2 separate regions of the Ovis canadensis genome follow, and region 2 is linked to region 1. Evidence: chromatin contacts called from public Hi-C data. All regions are on one chromosome and are shown on one strand. The core of a region is the stretch at or near the end of the contact, and the rest is flanking DNA. Distances in the headings are between cores, read along the strand shown. Region 1 holds the start of PDK2 (pyruvate dehydrogenase kinase 2). Region 2 has its middle 27 kb from the start of ITGA3.

The links. Hi-C and Micro-C count contacts between places; a contact is called where the count stands out from the background.
Region 2: a Hi-C map of lung shows a contact between it and region 1, with 5 times the contacts expected there. The contact joins the enhancer-like site here to the promoter of PDK2 in region 1. A contact is called at or near these places in 2 of 2 Hi-C or Micro-C datasets (fibroblasts and lung).

What each region holds. Positions count from the first base shown.
Region 1 is chr11:44,957,674-44,964,505 of ARS-UI_OviCan_v2, reverse strand. PDK2 (pyruvate dehydrogenase kinase 2) reads left to right here and starts at 4,273. Exons shown (of 11, transcript XM_069543154.1): 1 at 4,273-4,711; 2 at 6,486-6,627. The coding sequence starts at 4,594. ITGA3 (integrin subunit alpha 3) reads left to right here. Exons shown (of 27, transcript XM_069543160.1): 27 at 1-662.
Region 2 is chr11:45,016,045-45,022,363 of ARS-UI_OviCan_v2, reverse strand. No RefSeq gene overlaps it. Among named protein-coding and RNA genes, the nearest start is that of ITGA3, 27 kb to the right of the region's middle. Within about 2 kb of position 2,998, the one cell type or tissue checked has open chromatin away from gene starts, as enhancers often do. A contact at or near this core is called in fibroblasts, where this site is marked.

The DNA.
Region 1 (6,832 bases), core at 3,024-5,523:
TCAGACCAAGAGCAGAATGAACTAGAAAGAAGGTCCCCAGGGGGGCTCTCTTTCATGAATTGCTGGGAAAACCTCTGAACTCAGCCATGGCCATTACGCGCACTCGTAGGAAGCGCAGCCTGAGGACACAGAGGTGGACATGCTGCTAGACAACCAGGACAGGCTGTGCTGGGACCACTCTGGGAGCATGATGGTATCCTCAATAGAGTGGGGACCAGTCCTGGGCCACAGAGATGATGGACAGATACAGAGCAGATACCACTTCTCACCCACATTTACCATCCTGACCTTGAGGCCTGGAGGGATCTCCACGCGATCACAGAGGAGCGACGCTTGAATGTAGAACAGGGAGGAAGCCCCATCACGGCCCATCGGCCAGACCCTACTCTGCCCTCACTGACCGTGGGTTGGAGACCTGGAAGTGGAGCTCTTGGCGCTCTTTGGCTTTTGGAGCCAGTTTAGCTTTGCCGTCTCACCTGTGGCCCATTCTAGAAGTTGAGCTATTTCCAGAAAACCTCTCCTGACCCCGGCCTGTCAGCAGGTCCCCTCCTCAGCCCCTCCCCCCTTTCATGGTACTGTAGCAGGGGAGCTCCTTCCCCCTCCTTGTGCCTTCTTTGTATATAGGCTTCTCACGGCAACCAGTAAAGAGCCCCCTGTTTGTACACACTGCATCTGCCTCCATCTACCCCCACGTCTTACCAACACCATTCCATCTGATGGATCATGATACCTAGGTGATCCATAGGTGGACAGAGCCAGGCGCAGAGCTCTGAGAGGTTGGGAGGGTGAAGCTCTATGGCAGAGATAACAGCTCCTGTTCTCAGGGGTGCCCCAGACTTCAGGGATGGTCACCGTCCCATAACTGAGATTCAGAACATCAGATGAGGAAAGGCCCTGAGTAGACTGTATGGAATCCAAAGCAGCTTCTTGGTGGACACTGTGCCATCCTGGGGAAGGAGTGGGAGTAGAGGCGGTGGTGTGCAGGGTCTGGAAGAGGCAGGAAGCCACTCTGCTGTAGAAGCAGGTAGTCCTGGCTAATGATAGAGTGAGGCTGTGTGCACAGGTGGAGAGCTGAGAGCCCTCATCTGATGGCTACCTTCAGATAAGAGCCTGGTTACTGCCTCGGTTTCCCCACAACCAGACCTAGATACCATGATGAGTAGATCAGATGGTGAACCAGTGACCCAAGGGTGGAAAAACTGAAAAGTCCTAGTGTCCACTCCCTAGCTCTGGGAGGGAGAACCGGGAGCCCTGGCCTGCATCAGCTCTTCCAGACACACTTCTGACCTGAGCTCACAGGCGCAGAGTTGGGTTGAGCTCTCTGCTGCCTCCTCTGGCTAAGGCTGTGGACTGTGCTTGTACACCCTGAATGGTGCGTGGACACGCGTGTCCCAGCCTCTGCTAGTGCCAAAACCAAGCCTCAGACGTGGGAGATGGAGCAAGGCTGCTTACCCTGTGACTTCTCTGTCCTAAATTGTGTCACAAGTCCTTCTGTTAATTGTTCCCAAGGACCTTTGACAAGAAGTATTATCGCTTAGTCATGTCCAACTCTTTGCGACCCCTTGGACTGTAGCCCGCCAGGCTCCTTTGTCCATGGGATTTCCCAGGCAAGAATACCAGAGTGGGTTGCCACTTCCTTCTCCAGGAGATCTTCCCGACCCAGGGATTGAACCTGGGTCTCCTGCATCGCAGGCAGAGTCTTTACCATCTGAGTCACCAGGGAAGTCTTTTTGACAAGAAAGCTGGAAATTACTACTCAGAAAAGCCTAGAGGCAGATCTTCAATTCAGCTTCAGCTGCCTCAGGTGGCCCCCTGTGGCAGCTGTCTGCCCTCTACCCTCTCTATGAGAGCCCACTGCCTCACTTTCAATGCTGGGATTTGTCACTGATTGACAGTGAAATGGTCTAGTTCCTCCAAGAAAACCCCAGCCCCTACCCACAACCAGTGACCAGAGACCTCAGTTCTCCAAATCTGGGTTATTCTCTACGTCAGAAAAAACACACATGTAGGTCGTCAAAGCCTAGCTCAAGTTGATCAGAGTTCAGTCCAGCCCGGTCCAGTCCTTTGCTGCCACTGAAGAATGAAGTGGGATCTATATATCGCTTTGACCCAGGCCCAGCCCCCATCTCCTGTGAGCACTTGTTTGGATGAAAACATACCATCTGTCTCACACACACTTGTGAAAGTAAGTAGACATTTTCAGGACTGTTTCAGCTACACTTTCATGAAAGAAACATACTGGCAGAGATCCAGCAATGCCCACTTTATAGAAAAGAACCCTGTATTATGCCAAGTTTATTGAGTTCCTTGGAGCTGCAGTACCTCCAAACACTTTAAAAGAAGTGTCTTGGCTCTTGTATCAGTTAAAAAAAAAAAAAAACCCATCAGATGATTCTCCCTCTCCTGGGCACAGGGCTGGATTGCACTTCCTAGGTCCTCCTGGTTGGATGATGCCATTCTGGCCAATGAGTTGTCAGCCGGAGGGAAGGGGATCAGTTTTGGGCTGAGACAGTTAATTACTGGGTGAGACTCTCCCAGTTCTGCTTCTCCCAGCTCCGATGCTGTGGAAGCCTGTGTTGAGATAAAGTTTCTGTCAGTCTGAGTCCCTGAGAACGCCCCACCAACCCAAGTTGAACATATAGTGGAAAATTTGGGGATTTGTGCCTTTTGTTACCTGCACTCCATTCAGCTAGCAATTAGGTCATTGACGATTTTGGTGAGTGCAGAAGAATGGGTAGGTGAAAGTGAGAAGAAAGAATGATCCATGGGTAGGAGACCGCATTTGCAACAGTGGGGAGATTGAAGTCTGGTTCAAGGCACTAGATAAGTATGGGTGGGACTTGAGCAGGGGAGTGCGGAAGAGATGAGGCTAGAGAGTTAAAGTAGATCATGTGAGAACTGGAAAGGCTCCGGTAAGAAGTGAAAGCCAAGGCTGTGAGCAAGGGAAGTAACACCTTCAGATTTGCAGTGGAAGATGGTACCTGAACCTGTTTGCTCAACTGTAAAATGGTGGTAACAGCAGCACGGTAGAGCTATCTGGAGAATTCAATGACATGATGCATGCAAAGAGTGCCTGGCATATGGAATATTATTCATTCAGCTAAGAGAGTCCCTTCCATTGTGAAGCCTTGCACACAGCTCTGCACTGGTTACAACTGCATCTGTTGTTAACTATTTAATTATTTACTTATGCAGCTCTCTCAACTGAGAAATGAAATAATCAAGCCAAAAGACCATGTCCCAATCCTGTCTGTGTGTCCCAATCCAGTCTGTGTTTCCCATTCCCAGCATATAAACCTAGCAACTATTTGGCACTTGGTGAGTGTGGGCCAAGGATTGAAGCGGAAAAACACCTCATAGGGGCAAGTGGGTGGGATACCGGGACAGGACATATCCGGCGTTGGACCACAAGAGGACGAGCTTTGTTCCCACGAGAGATCCGGACTGCTGTGAAGTGCCGGCTCTTGGCCTCCAGCACAGATCATCTTCCAGGACCTTTCTCTAAGAAAGCCAAGTGCGAAAAAGGTTGCTTTCTCGGGTCAAATGCTGCTGCTAAGTCGCTTCAGTCGTGTCCGACTCTGTGCGACCCCATAGACGGCAGCCCACCAGGCTCCCCCGTCCCTGGGATTCTCCAGGCAAGAGCACTGGAATGGGTTGCCATTTCCTTCTCCAGTGCGTGAAAGTGAAAAGTGAAAGTGAAGTCGCTCAGTCGTGCCCGAATCTTAGCGACCCCATGGACTGCAGCCTACCAGGCTCTTCCATCCATGGGATTTTCCAGGCAAGAATACTGGAGTGGGTTGCCATTACCTTATCCAAGAGTAGAGAATAATAAAGGTGATTTTAAAAGTTCATTGTAGCCGCCGCTAGGCGTTAATGAGGGGGTTGACTCGGTGTTTTTTAACTGGAAAAGCAAAATGCTGCCTTGTCCTGAGCTGCTTGGATCTTTGTGGAAGTAGCTGTGTTACACGTCTATGTGAGGGATTAGCATGGGCTCGCATCCCGGTTCATCCACAGTCCGAGTCACAGTCGTCCAGACTGGGAACCCACCAGACGCCCTGAGGGAGAGCAGGTGGGTGGAAATCGGGACAGGTGAATCGGGCCCTCGCGGGCGGAAGAGGATGCGTTGAAAGCTCTCGAACAACCTCCGGGCAGGCAAGTGAAGGAGATTCGGGGAGGGAACGGCGAAACGGAGTGTAAGAGGAAAGGGAATAACGGGCCTTTCGGGAGGGAGGGGTTAATCCGGGCTAGGCCGGGAGGAAGAACTCGCGTAGTGACGCCGGGGAGGCGGGCTCTCGGCGCTGCCTCTTGAAAACAGCAGGCCGCTCGGGGCAAACACTGGGTTAAGGGGGCGGGCCCAGGGGGGAGCCACGTGCCGGGGGGAGAGGCTATTGGCTCTCCTGGAGTTGTTTGTGAGACGCCATTAGCGACGTCGGGGCGCCGCAACAAGCCAATTGGCCGGGACTCGGAGCCCAGTCGGGGTCGCGGTGGGGAGGAGGCGGCCGCCGCGGCACCGGGCTGGGCTGGGCTGAGCCGAGCGCCAGCGCTGCCCGCGCAGGGTCCAGAACCCGAGCCCGAGAAGTGGTCGCCACCGCCATGCGCTGGGTCCGCGCGCTGCTGAAGAATGCGTCCCTGGCAGGGGCCCCCAAATACATCGAGCACTTCAGCAAGTTCTCCCCATCCCCGCTGTCCATGAAGCAGTTTCTGGACTTCGGTACGAGTGAGCAGGAGGCGGCTGGCCCCGGGGGTCTGCGAGGGGCGGGAGTGGGGAGGTTGAGTGACAGGGAAGGTTTGCTTGCAAACCTTGGAGTCCAGACAGGAAAGAGTTAACGGGGAGGCAGGGGCCAGTTGGGTTTGAAAGGGTTAAGGGCACCCCGGCTGAAGAGACTGGACTGTTAGGGGGAAGTGGGGGCACTGAGAAGGAGGGGGTCCACGGTATCTTACTGGGTTTTGCGAGGAGTCTTGGGAGAGGAAGGGGCAGTGAGTCAGTGCCGTTGGAGCAGGAGGGTGTATCCAGGCACTGAAGGGTTACTAGGGATTGTCCTGGCGACTCCAAGAGTAAAGGTCAGAGAGGAAAATGGGGGGTGTTGTAGGAGTGACTGGGGGCATTGCGAGCCTTCGGGAAGGAGACCTGCCCTGGGGGTCTGTTAGCGGGAGGGACTCTTTCAAATGAGTCAACAGGAGAGAGGCCCTGACTGGTACACCTCCCCCCACTGAAAGAGCTGGCCCCCAGCTGTCTTGGAGGACAAGGACGCTTGAAGATCAAATCTGCTGTGGCCTGGCCGTCTGTCTCCAGCTGGGTAGGGGTCCAGGGCACCATGAAATGGAGTCAGACAGCTTGTACCCATCCTTGGCTGCCCCTGGGTTCCTGGGCCAGGGTCACCTACCACCAGTGATCGGGGAGTGGGAAGGCTGTGCCAACATGGTGACTGAAACAGGCATTGTTTAGACAGTTTCTGTTCGCACGGAATTTCTATGGTGCCAGCTAGGGACTAGAAGGGGTTGCCCAGGTCTCAAGAGTTGAGGAGACAGTGCCTGGCTCAGGTTACAGCTGCGTCACTGATGGGAGGGGGCGGGGAGGTGGCAGCCAGGACACAGGGCATCTGTTGCCCGGTTACTTGTTCACCTGCTTCCCTCCGTATTTGAGCTCCCGCCATGTGGGAAAGCTGCCTGAGCCCACTCCCAGCCTCCAGCAGTTGTCTAGTCCAGACTGGACCCCAGTTAACAGAACTGTCACAGCAGGGAGGGACTCACAGTAGAGTGGTCCACTTGGAGTTCAGTGGGTAAAGCAGATCTTCAGAGGGATAGTGACATGCCCTGGGTGACAGAGTTAAAAGCAGAACCTGGACTTAGAACCCAGGTCTCCTGACTCTAGGCCATGACCTCATTCAGTCCTCTACTCACTCTTCATCTTCAAGCCAGACCAAGAGTCTAAGTATCTGGGCCCTAGTTCCCCTGTCTACCTCTCAGGTGGGTGGGCATTAATGTAGGGGCAAGTCTACTGTGGACATAAAGACCACCTGGGCCAAGATGATGCCAGGACCCTATGGCTGCAGTGGTCTGAGCATAGCTTCTCTCAGCCAGGGGAGCTCATCTCAAGGTAGGATGGGTTTCCCAGGCTCCTCTGCCCACAAGCCCTGCAAAGTGAGAGTCTACTAGGAGGGAAAGAAAGAGAAGAAGTGAGATAACTTGGGCTAGAGGCAGCACCCAGGGGGCCCAGGGTGGCCCTGTCCCCTGTGGTTGAAGGCAAGCAGGGTTCAGCTGGAGGTGGCGAAAGGACACCACCTCCCTAAGGGTTAGGCTGGGTGGTGTGGTGGCCACTGCATGGGTCAGGAGGGGCCCCTTGTCCTGTGCCTCCTTGTCTTCTTGTCTCTTCTGAACCTTCAGGAAATGAAGTATTTAGTGACCTGACCCCTTCCCCACCACTAGGAGGTCTTCTGGCTCCAGTGCTTTGTAACTCTTAGGCTCACCTTTCCCTCTCCCTGCAGGGTCCAGCAATGCCTGTGAGAAAACCTCATTCACTTTCCTCAGGCAGGAGCTGCCTGTGCGCCTGGCCAACATCATGAAGGAGATCAACCTGCTTCCTGACCGGGTGCTGAGCACACCCTCGGTGCAGCTGGTACAGAGCTGGTGAGACCCTTGGCTAGATCCCCATGCCGCCCACTCCATTGTCAGATGCCCGATGCTCCCAGCAGCCTTGCAGGAGGTGGGGAAAGAGGAGAGGCACAGGGGCTTTGAGAGGTAGGGCAGTTCTCACAGTCAAGTGGGAATCCTAGGCCATAGCAGGGACTCAGATCAAACTTCCAGCCTCCATGTCTCTGAGACAGCCCTATAC
Region 2 (6,319 bases), core at 1,749-4,248, 59 kb before region 1:
TTCCCAGCTTGACACATGATTGCCCTTTGGACAAAGGAATGACAAGCAGATATTTACCATGCATAGCATTTCTTTGGCTGATCAGAAGCACTTTCCTTCGCAAAGCAGTTTACCTGTGGTTTTCCACTCTTGTCAGCCCCTGCCTCTCTTACCTTTAGCTGGGTTCCCTGAGGACTTTCCCCTAAAGGCTCAGCTCTCCTGGCCCCTGCCCTGGCAGATGTGCTGTGTGTCAATCAGCAGCGTTGGTCCCCAGGAAGACGAGCATATGGAGAGGGTTATTCTCCTCCCTGGAAAGCTAAGGAGGGGCAGGTATAGAAAAAGCGTGAGAGATTTTGTTTTCTGATAGTGCAGGAGGCAAGGAGAAGATGACATCCAAGGCATCCGCGCTTGCCCAGCCCCTTGGCCTCGGCTGCACTCCTGGTTAGGCAGGTGGCAGAAGGGTTTATGGGAGAGACTTGGAGCCTCTAAGACCCAGCACAGCTGCTCTGGGGCCCATGTGTCTGAGCTGAGCAGCACCCTGGCACCCAAGGGCTTGAGGTTTGGGGAGCACTGGAAGAAAGCACCCTGGTATTTTTCCCAGAGTACCAAGTCGCTTTGGAGTGGTCTTGTGGGCAAATAGTTCAGATGGGGGACTGGAGTGGCAGAGGAGGGCCAGCAGGAGTGCTGCGGGAACCACTGCTTGGGGACAGGTTTGCACTTATTCCTGGGCTTTCCCTTTGGGGGATCCAGAGATCCCTGGTGCCCCCAGTAAAAGCGGGGTCCCTGACCAAGGAGGAAGAAAAGAGTGGATGTCAGGGATGGGCAACCAATGATCTCACCGCACTGGGATGCTTCCTTACAAGGACAGAAAAGAAGGGGACATCTGAGAAGTCATGTTTGTTCTACAACTGGCCCCGAGGGTGAGGAGCAGGACAGGGGATGGAGAGGGTGAAGGCAGCTATGGAAACTGGACCAATGGAAGGAGGGAAGATGTGGACATCAGCCAGGTGTGGAGAGGCAGAGGCACCCCAGTTATAAAGATGGGGAAGCAAAGGCCCAGAGAGAGGCCACGACCTGCCCACAGTCACACAGCGATGTCTCCCATCTCCTGGGCATTTCTCCAGGTTAGAGCCATCAAGTCCACCACAGACCTGGTGGGTCTCCACAGTGTCCTGCTTGATGAGGTGGACAGGCAGTGTGTCTCTGGGCCTGGGTGTCCACCAGGGATCTCCAGACCCCCCCACTCAGAGCAACCTGGAATCTGCCTTCCTTCTTCTAAGCAGAAAGAGGCCAAGTTTTCTCATAGGAATGGAGAGGGAGGAGCCAACAACACATCCTGGCACAAAGCAGCCAGCTCGATATGTTTAGAAGTAGAAGGAGAAACAGGCAGACAGACAGAATTCCTCCCAGTCCTTGGCCTGGCCTCTCTGCTGGCTGACTATCCTGCCTGGGTGAGGGGACAAGAGCCCTCGCATCCTCTTAGGCTTTCTCTGTCTTGAAAATAAGAGGTCAGACCATAGGAGCAAAGGTGAGGGAGAAATCTCTTTCCTTGGAGATTTTAAAAAATACCACTGCCTAAGCGTGCTGGAAAAGAGAAGGGTTGTGACCTGGAGGCAGGAGGAGGGTCAAGGTCACCCTTGGATGAGTCTTAATGGTCTCAATCCAGGCCTGGGAGATTTGGAGAAGGGTGATGCCCGGGCCCTGACCGCCCGCTGCAGTAAGCGAATCGCCACCAGGTGGCAGGCCTGCCTGTTTCTAACAGATGCGGACTTGCTGCTGGGAACTCAAATTGGTTGCCGTATTTGTTTACTCATCCGTCATTTATTCATTCATGGTTTTATTCCCCAAGCACTTTGGACTCCTCATATATGCCAGCGGGCATTGTGCTAGGTGTAAGGAGGAAACAAAAGTGGCCGAGACAAGGGCTGTGTTCTAGGCACCTCGCACAGCTCCTCCCTGCTTAGCAGCCAGTCCCACACGCAGAGGGTCCATGGGGCAGCCACGTATCTGTGGGTCATGTCAGCTGCCTAGGTTGGTTCTTACTGCAGCCACGTGGGATGGTGCCCCTTGCCTATGTTCTGCAGAGGGAGCCAATGGGCCCTGGGCCCTGAGTGAGGTTTGGATGGCCTCCCATCCCAGTGTCAGATCACCCACAGCAGGTCTCAGGTGTAGCCACACAGTGGTCCCTGGGGCTGAGGTTTTCTCCATCTCTGTTCCTCTAGCCAGGAACAACCTCAAACCACCAGCCTCTCCCCCCGCCCTTCCTCTCTTCAACCGCTCTGTTCTGGCAGCTTTCCTTAGAAATGTCCATCCAGAGAGCAGAGAGTGGGCCCCTGGAGCAGACCCAGGTCCTGGATGCCCTGGAGTCACGTCTGCCTTCCTCAACCCCAGCCCTGCTCCGGGCACCCAGGGCCAGTGTTCACCTCCAGAGCACTGGTCTCCCATGTGCTTGAAGCATCGTGTCTTGACTCCTCACTCCATCTCCACCTGAGATACAGTCTCAGAAGGCCAGGGATCTCAACTTGCTCCCCATAGATGCCCCAGGACCTTGCACGGTGTCTGACAACAGATGTGGGCTGAATCACTCAGTGGAGGTGAGGGAATGCAGCTGTGCGAAAGCTTCGAGGTCTTCGAGGTCTCCCCATGGATCCACAGGAAGGCAAGGTGGACAAGGGTAAGCTTGGATGCTAAGAACACACCTGAGACTTTCCAAGTAGCTGCCTTGAATTGAATTAGAGGACCCCCTGGACCAACCTCAGTGAGGACCACCGGAGCCCCAGTCTGCTCCTTATGCACCCGAACTCCAGACCCAGCAGAGTTGGGGTAGCATCCCCTGGGGTCACTCTTTCAACAGGGGCCCCAGATGGCTTCCTCGGCCAGCAGCCACAGAACCCTGTCGTCTGGAAGAACGCCAGCGGCTGTTCTGCCTTGCTTCCTTCTCTCTCTCTTCCTGCCCCAGCTTCCCTGGCAACTGGGAACCCCCTTGCTCAACCCAGCCCTCTGCCTTCTGACTCATGGTGCAGCTCAGCTAGAAAGCATCTGGCCATGCCCAAGGCCCTGGCATCTGGTGCGTTGCCCTACGTGAGGAACACCCCTCCCTCACATCCTTCATGTGCTTCCTCCATTAGAATTATGTCCACTGAAAACTTCCCCACTCCCTAGAAACCCTCTCTGATAAGTGGGGATGGGGCAAAGCACCCCAGCCCCAGCACTCAGCGTCAGGTGGAGTGGGAGTCCCAATCTTATCAGCTCATCACATTCCGAACATTCCCCGTGGGCAGGGGAGGAGGGAAGCCAGGAAGAGAGTGACGCTCTACCGCGCCGGCCCGTGTCTCTGTTTGCCCCAGTTTCTCCCCCACCCCCACCCTAGCCCAAGCCCCAGGTCCCCTCCGTGTGCCTCACAAGCCCTCCTTGGACCCCATGTCTGATTCCTCATCCTTTTCTAGTCTCTTCTGAGAGTTCCCCGAAAGCACCCTTCCATGTACCGGACCAGGAGTGAAGGCCTGCTCCTCCACCCGCCTCCCACATGCACCAGCCTTGGGCCCCCTTCCTCTCTTGCTGGAGGAGGGGCTGACTGCCCGCATTTTTCACACAGCATCTGTGGCTATTCGGAAAAAGTTGTCCTTTTCCTAAACACTTAAACACACACCCCTCTGCCCTCTGGCCACCTCCTAACTCCTACCCAGAGAGCAGTGACTGAAGGGGGAGCTGAGAGCCAGGAACCTCTAGTTCTAATTCTGGCTCCTGCCACTAACTTACTGACATGAGGCTGGTCACCACCCTGCTCTGAGCCTCAGTTTCCCTGAGGAATGACAGGGATGGACTGGTGGTCTCAGGTTGTTGAGTCTAAGGGGAACACTTGGTGATCCCTTAGACAAAAGTTTTGGTGGAGGACATGGGAGGGAGTCATCAGGGAGGTGCTCCCTCTTTGGAGACAACTCCATTTTAGTTTTCTGGAGAGGAGCAGGCCATTCCTAGGGGTGCCCCTTCCCGAAGTGTTCCCCACCCCAGGTCCTCTTCCCTTATCTGAAAAATGTTTCCAACAAAAAAGTACCATGAAGAGTATCACCAAGCACACGCTCACACACACACACACACACACACACGCACGCACACACAGCCAATATCAAGCTTCATGGTGAATTACTGAAAACTTTTCTACTGAGGTCAGGAACCAGACAAGGTTCTCACTCACTATCACCACTCTGACCAGACCTACACTTGGAAGTCCCAGACAGGGCAATGAAGCAAAACATAAAAGCTATAAGAACTGAAAAGGAAAAATAAAACTATTAACATTTTGAGGGGAAGAGTGAATTATATATCTTATTTTTTTTCACAGTATGAAAGATTCTTTAAATTCTGTAGTGCTTCACAATTTTCAAAAGTTTCACACACATGATTTCATATAATCCCATAGTAATTTTCCCCCCATCCCTATATTGCTTCTTCCCACATTTTCCCTCTCTGCATTGGTAATCACTAGTGTGTTCTCTATTTCTGCGAGTTTGCTTCCGATTTTGTTTTATTCATTAGCTTGTGGTCCTTTTTAGACTTCACATATAAATAATACCATGCAGTATTTGTCTTTGTCTGATTTATTTCATTTAGCATAATGCCCTCCAAGTCCAACCTTTGCTACAAACAGCAAAATTTCATTCCTTTTTTATGACAGAGTAGTATTCCATTGTGTGTGCGTCTGTATACCACATCTTCTTTATCCATTCATCCATTGATGAACATTTAGGTTGCTTTCATACCTTGGCAATTGTAAATAATGCTTCTACAAATGTTGGAAAAACTGGTGGTGCTAAGTGGGAAACAGCCCACTTGCCAATGCAGGACACATAAGAAACGCAGTTTTGATCTCTGGGTCGGGAAGATCCCCTGGAAGGGGAGGAGGATTTTCCTTCTCCAGGAAATCTTCCTGACCCAGGGATGGAACCCAGGTCTCTTATATCTCCTGCCTTGCAGATAGATTCTTGACCCACTGAGCCATGAGGGAAGCCCAGCCCCTGTGGCCTAAAGATTTCCCATCTGAGTGTATATCCAACAGGAAAGCACACACGATGCCCCAAAAGACAGGTGTGAGAGTATTCACCGCTGCACTGTTGTTAGCAGCCGCAAATTTTAAAAGCTGGATGCCCATCAGCAGAAGAAGAGACAAACAAAAGGTGATGTGTTCACATGATGGTGTATTTACTTTACAGCAAAGCAAAGGAACAAACTACAGCTATAAGAAACAACGCGGGGGATCTCACAAGCTTGATGTGGAACAACAAAAAGAGCCAGACACAGAAGAACACGCACTTTGGTGCTGTTGATCAGTTCAGTTCAGTTGCTCAGTCATGTCTGACTCTTTGCGACCCCATGAACCGCAGCACGCCAGGCCTCCCTGTCCATCACCAGCTCCCGGAGTTTACCCAAACTCATGTCCATCGAGTCGGTGATGCCATCCAACCATCTCATCCTCTTTTTGTCCCTTTCTCCTGCCCTCAATCTTTCCCAGCATCAAGGTCTTTTCCAACGAGTCAACTCTTCGCATCAGGTGGCCAAAGTATTGGAGTTTCAGCTTTAACATCAGTCATTCCAATGAACACCCAGGACCGATCTCCTTTAGGATGGACTGGTTGGATCTCCTGGCAGTCTAACGGACTCCCAAGAGTCTTCTCCAAAACCACAGTTCAAAAGCATCAATTCTTTGGTGCTCAGCTTTCTTCACAGTCCAACTCTCACATACACGACTACTAGAAAAACCATAGCCTTGACTAGACGGACCTTTGTTGACAAAGCAATGTCTTTGCTTTTTAATATGCTGTCTAGGTTGGTCATAACTTTTCTTCCAAGGAGTAAGTGTCTTTTAATTTCATGGCTGCAATCACCATCTGCAGCGATTTTGGAGCCCCCCAAAATAAAGTCAGCCACTGTTTCTACTGTTTGCCCATCTATTTGCCATGAAGTGATGAGACCGGATGCCATGATCTTAGTTTTCTGAATGTTGAGCTTCAAGCCAACTTTTTCACTCTCCTCTTTCACTTTCATCAAGAGGCTCTTTAGTTCTTCTTCACTTTCTGCCATAAGGGTGGTGTCATCTGCATATCTGAGGTTATTGATATTTCTCCTGGCAATCTTGATTCCAGCTTGTGCTTCATCCAGCCCAGTGTTTCTCATGATGTAATCTGCATATAAATTAAATAAGCAGGGTAACAATATACAGCCTTGACGTACTCCTTTTCCTATTTGGAACCAGTCTGTTGTTCCATGTCCAGTTCTAACTGTTGCTTCCTGACCTGCATACAGGTATCTCAAGAGGCAGGTCAGGTGGTCTAGTATTCCCATC